Linked DNA regions of Macaca mulatta: region 1 is linked to region 2. The links are chromatin contacts, called in public Hi-C maps. All regions are on one chromosome and are shown on one strand. Each heading gives the region's core, a stretch centred on a gene start, on an enhancer-like site or on the middle of the called end of the contact. The rest is flanking DNA. Distances are from core to core; before and after follow the strand shown. Region 1 holds the start of SARS2 (seryl-tRNA synthetase 2, mitochondrial). Region 2 holds the start of ECH1 (enoyl-CoA hydratase 1).

The links. A called contact is a pair of places that touch in the nucleus more often than the background predicts.
Region 1: a contact with region 2 is called in a Hi-C map of cortical neurons, with 2.4 times the contacts expected there. The contact joins the promoter of SARS2 here to the promoter of ECH1 in region 2. A contact is called at or near these places in 2 of 14 Hi-C or Micro-C datasets (cortical neurons and fetal cortex germinal zone).

Annotation. Positions count from the first base shown.
Region 1 is chr19:50,028,835-50,031,534 of T2T-MMU8v2.0, forward strand. It overlaps SARS2 (seryl-tRNA synthetase 2, mitochondrial), which reads right to left and starts at 1,282. Exons shown (of 17, transcript XM_077982690.1): 1 at 1,008-1,282. The coding sequence starts at 1,274. MRPS12 (mitochondrial ribosomal protein S12) reads left to right here and starts at 1,495. Exons shown (of 3, transcript XM_015123882.3): 1 at 1,495-1,536; 2 at 1,813-1,880. The coding sequence starts at 1,832.
Region 2 is chr19:49,922,512-49,925,211 of T2T-MMU8v2.0, forward strand. It overlaps ECH1 (enoyl-CoA hydratase 1), which reads right to left and starts at 1,253. Exons shown (of 9, transcript XM_077982737.1): 1 at 1,183-1,253; 2 at 795-978; 3 at 563-651. The coding sequence starts at 1,249.

The DNA.
Region 1 (2,700 bases), core at 32-2,531, 110 kb after region 2:
AGTCCCAGCTACACGGGAGGCTGAGTGGGAGGATTATTTGTGCCCAGAAGTTCAAGGTTGTAGTGAGCTTGAATTGTACCACTGTACTCCATCCTGGGCGACAGAACAAGACCCTATCTCTTAAAAAAACAACCAAAAAAAGTGGATTCTGGGCCAGAAAGCACAGGTTAAAATTCCCACTCTGCCACTTCCCAGTTGCATGACCTAGCGCAAGTGAATTAGCTTCTCGGAGCCTTAGTTCCTCTGATAAAATGGGAGAAATAATGGCACCGACTTCATAGAGTTGTTGTGAAAATTAAACGAGGTAAAAGTGAATAAAGCACTTCAAACAGGCTGGTAGGGGAGTCTAAGAGAGGAATGGGAAGAAGTGGGGACCCCACTATCCTTAGCACCTCAACAGAGATATCGTGAACCCGGTCCTAATTCCCTTTTATAAGTGGTAGCAATTTTATTATTATTCACCACATAATTCAACATAGCAGTTGCACCTTAAGTATCAGGTTAATAGAACCATCCACTAATGGATTCATTCATTCATTCATTAACTCTATTTAACTGCCTGCTATGTGTGGCGGAGATGCAGAACTCTCCCTATCTCACTCTCCAAAGGCAAGAGCTCCATCACACCCCAGCCCTGACCCCGTCCGATTCACACTTGGCTCCCCATTTTCCTTTGTGGTCTTAGGGAAAGGCTGCCATGAAGCTGGAGCACGGAGGGCAATGTCACATCGCAAGTTCCTAGAGGACAGTAGGTACCCAGTGAGCAGTAAGAAACAAGCGCATAATGCGTGTCTAGGACACAGTAGGCATTCTTGGCACACAGTAAAGCCTCAGCACTCACTGGACAACTGGCACATAAGTGGGTGCCATGCACAAGACGTTGGCTAACTTGGGAAGGAACTAAAATTCCTACAATAGGTTCGCCCCCTGCCGCAGGGCATCTTGCAGACCCAATTCTTCCGCAAAACAAACAGCCTGTTCCCGCCGGCCGGCGCAGGCACACTCACGATCGCGGGCAGGTCCGCCGAGCGCAGCTCCCCCTTGCGGAGCTCCAGGGCGCGTGCGGCTTCTTCTGGACATGCGCAGAACCACTCTATGTCCAGCTGAGGGAGTGCACTGTAGCCCTCGCGCGCATACTCGTACAGGAGGTTCCGGTTTCGTTTCTCTGTAGCGAAACTTCTCCTTGGACTGCCGTTGGAGATCCAGCCTCTATGGGGCCGGAGCCCCCGACGAGTCAGCAAAGGCCACAAGCGCCGCACCATGGACGCAGCCATTTTGGACCGGGGACAAGGCGGCACTTCGTCCCACCCACTCTGCGTTTAGACCAATTGCAAAGCAGCGATCCTGATCGCGACGAGCCAATCAGATCCTGAGGATGGTCGACCGAGATAGAGTCGGTCGTCACCCAATCGTCGTCTGTGTCCCGCCTCTTCAGTGACGCGTGGCAGAACCAGCCAATCCCTGCACGGATAGCGCCCGGAAGAGGCTGGAGGCAGGATTCATCGTGTCCGCGACCTCACCGGTAGGGCCCGTGAGGTCGGTGGAATCCCGGGGTCCTCCAAATCTACCAGGCCCTCTCCCCAGTTTCCCACTTCTTGCTGTGTGCGGGCGAGAGTGGTTGGGTTCTCGGGAGCCCACTCAGAGCGAGGCTAAATTTACGGAGGCACTTTCTATTAGCAGCATGAGGGCCTTTGGTTAGACCTATAGAGGTATTTCTTTTGATTTAACCCAGAAGGTCCTGAGAGCGGATCGGCCAGCATTTGCAGATCGGCCACTTTTCCCTCCTTTCTGAATCTTTTATCCCTACCACAGGGACGGCCCAGGCGGCAGGATGTCCTGGTCTGGCCTTCTCCGTGGCCTCAACACGTCCCTAACTTGTGGTAAGTGGGGGACTCGGGCTTCAGGGACGAGGCTAGAGGAGGAGGGTTATTCGCTCTGGGACTTGTGTGCTTCCGTCGGAGCCCCGAGGGAAACAGGGGTGGAAAAACACGGTGGGGTTTTGGCGGAGCTCGGGCTGCTAGAGCAAGAGGTGGGAAGCAGCTGCATGGAGGGCTACTGCGTGTCAAGCGGAGTTTCGGTCAGTTTTATTATTTATTTATTTAAGATCTCCCTCTGTCGCCCAGGCTAGAGTGCAGCGGTGTGATCACAGCTCACTGCAGTCTTGACCTCCTGGGCTCAAGTGGTCCTCTTGCCTCAGTCCCCCAAGTAGCTGGGACCACAGGCCTGCAGAACCACAACCAGCTAACTTTTTGATTTTTTGTAGAGACGGAGGTCTCCCTGTGTCGCCCAGTCTGGCCTTAACTCCTGAGCTCAAGTGATCCCTCTACAGCCTCCCAAAGTGCTAGGGTTACATGCATGAGCCTATTATTTTAAACAGCACTAAAAGTAATGCTTCCTGGTCGGGCGTGGTGGCTCACGCCTGTAATCCCACCACTTTGGGAGGCCGAGGTCAGGAGTTCGAGGCCAGCCTGACCAACATGGTGAAACCCCCGTCTCTACTAAAAATACAAAAACTAGCCGAGCGTGGTGGCAGGTGCCTATAGTCCCAGCTACTCGGGAAGCTGAGACAGGAGAATTGCTTGAACCCAGGAGGCAGAGGTTACCGTGAGCTGAGATTGAGTCACTGATCTCCAGCCTGGGCAACAGAGCGAGACTTCGTTTCAAAAAAACAAAAAGAAAGGAATGCTTCCTTGAATAATA
Region 2 (2,700 bases), core at 3-2,502:
TGGGAGGCCGAGGTGGGAGGATGGCTTGAGCTCAAGTATTTGAGGTTACAGTGATTTATGATTAGGCCACTGCACTCCAACCTGGGTGACAGAGCAAGATCCTGTCTCCCAAAAAAAAAAACCACACACACACAAAAAACAGATAAAACTGTAAGTTAGGGGTCGGAGTGGTGGCTCACGTCTATAATCCCAGCACTTTGGGAGGCTGAGGCAGGCAGATTATGAGGTCAGGAGAGCGAGACCATCCTGGCCAACATGGCGAAACCTCGTCTCTACTAAAAACACAAAAATTAACTGGGCGTGGTGGCCCGCGCCTGTAGTCCCAGGCAGGAGAATTGCTTGAACTCGGGAGGCAGAGGTTGCAGTGACCTGAGTTTGCGCCACTGCACTCCAGACTGACAACAGAGCAAGACCCTGCCTCAAAACAAACAAACACAACAAAACGAACAGCAAAAAAAGTGTAAGTTAGAAGCTGCTTAAAATCCTAATTAAGAAGCACTGCTCCACTGTCTATTGCCAGGAGCTGGGAAGGCTGGTAGGGTGTGTGAAGAGCGTCTGGTACCTGCAGTGAACATTTTTCCTGCACCAGAGATCACCACCGCCCGACAGTCAGCGTCTCTCGAAATCTTGTTGAAGCACTCTACCATCTCTCTGTGAAGCAACGAGTGAAGGGCTACAAATGGGGTGGGAATACCCTGCCCTCATGTCCATCTCCCCACAAGGTTCCACTCTGGCTCAGTCCCGCAGCCCCCGCCTCCCCCAGCAGGCAGGCCTCCAGGATCTGCAGGTCACACCTCCAGAAGGCCTTGTTCATGGCATTCCTCTTGTTGGGCCGGTTGAGCTGGACATGCAGAACGTGTTTCTGCGCAGATGTCACACGAAGGGACTCATAGCTGTGGTCTGGGGCTTCCTCTTGTGCAGAGGAGCCAGTGAGGCGAAGGCTAATACTGAGGCCCGAGTAGTTGGAGGCTGTCAATCCTGCGGAGAAAGGAAGAGCCTTTGATGACCCCAGACTCCAAGACACAGGCCTATAGAATTAGGGAGCCCTTCAAAAGGGAGCACACGCACCCCTGAATTTAGGGGACTCGGGCCCTTCGTGACCCCGGATGGGCCTCCCCGTCCTACAGCTGCTATAACAGCACGACAGCGCGATACACCACCATAAGTCAAGAGGTGACTCACGCCGGCTCAGTAGGTCGCGGAGTCTGCGAGAAGCCACTATCCCCGCCGCCATCGCCGCCGCCTTCATCTACGGCGTTGGGACCGAGTAACCCACCAGTTAGCGGAAGGGGCGGGCACAAACGGCCGCCATGTTGAGCGAGGGCACCGATGCCGCAGCCTGACAGGCAAAGACGCCGTTCTCCCCGCCATCTTTACTAAGGGCAGCCGAGTTCCGGTTGCCTTACATAGTTAGAGCCAAGCTCAGAAAAGGACCCTTTGCCCCAGTGGGAACCTGGCCTGAGAAAATAGCTCCTGCAACGGTGTGAACCCGGGAGGCGGAGCTTGCAGTGAGCCGAGATAGAGCCATTGCTCTCCAGCTCTCCAGCTTGGGAGACTCAGTCCAAAAAGGAAAAGAAAATAGCTCCTGCTAAAGTTCATGACACCGCTGTTTCATAATGGTGGAATAATTGGCGACAGCTGAAACGTCCAAGGACATAATGGCAGCAGAGCTTGTCATCATGCATGTGTATATATCATGTTAACTAAAAATAAAACTTGCATTACTGTGAGTTTACCCACGTAAAGGAATGAGTACAGACGAGCCAACATTAAGCGCTGACTGTATATGAACTCCCACCGGGAGGTCGTACTGTTTCCCACTATATGCAGAGGAAACTGACTCAGGCACGGGAAGACACGAGGTTCAAGGTCTCTGGGCTTCAGAAGGGCTAAAGTAGGATTACATGGTTCCAGAGTTCATATTCTTAGGCCGGCGCGTGGCTCACGCCTGTAATACACTTTGGGAGGCCGCGGCAGGCGGGAGGTCAGGAGTTCAAGACCAGCCTGGTCAACATGGCAAAATCCCGTCTCTAGTAAAAATACAAAAATTAGCTGGGTGCGGTGTCCGGCACCTGTAATCCCAGCGGGAGGCTGAGGCAGGAGAATGGCTTGAGCCCAGGAGGCGGAGATTGCAATGAGCAGAGATTGCGCCACTGCACTCAAGCCTGGGTGACAGAGCAAGACTCCGTCTCAAAAAAAAAAAAAAGTTCATGTTCTTAAAAAAAAAAAAAAAAGCGAAACTCCCTTGGTAAAAGCCAGCTATCCGAAGGCATAAAAAGTACTTTAAAACTGCTGGCTGGGAGCGGTGGCTCACGCCTGTAATCCCAGCACTTTGGGAGGCCGAGGCGGGTGCATCACGTCAGCAGATTGAGACCATCCTGGCTAACACGGTGAAACCCCGTCTCCACTAAAAATACAAAATATTAGCCGCGCGTGTTGGCGGGCGCCTGTAGTCCCAGCTACTTAGGAGGCTGAAGCTGGAGAATGGTGTGAATCTGGGAGGCGGCGCTTGCAGTAAGCCTAGATAGCGCCACTGCAGTCCAGCCTGGAGACAGAGAGAGACTTGGTCTCAAAGAAAAAAAAAAATTAGCGGGGCGTGGTGTTAGGTGCCTGTAATCCCAGCTACTTGGGAGGTTGAGGCAGAAGAATTGCTTCAACCCAGGAGGCAGAGGTTGCAGTGAGCCAACATCATGCCACTGC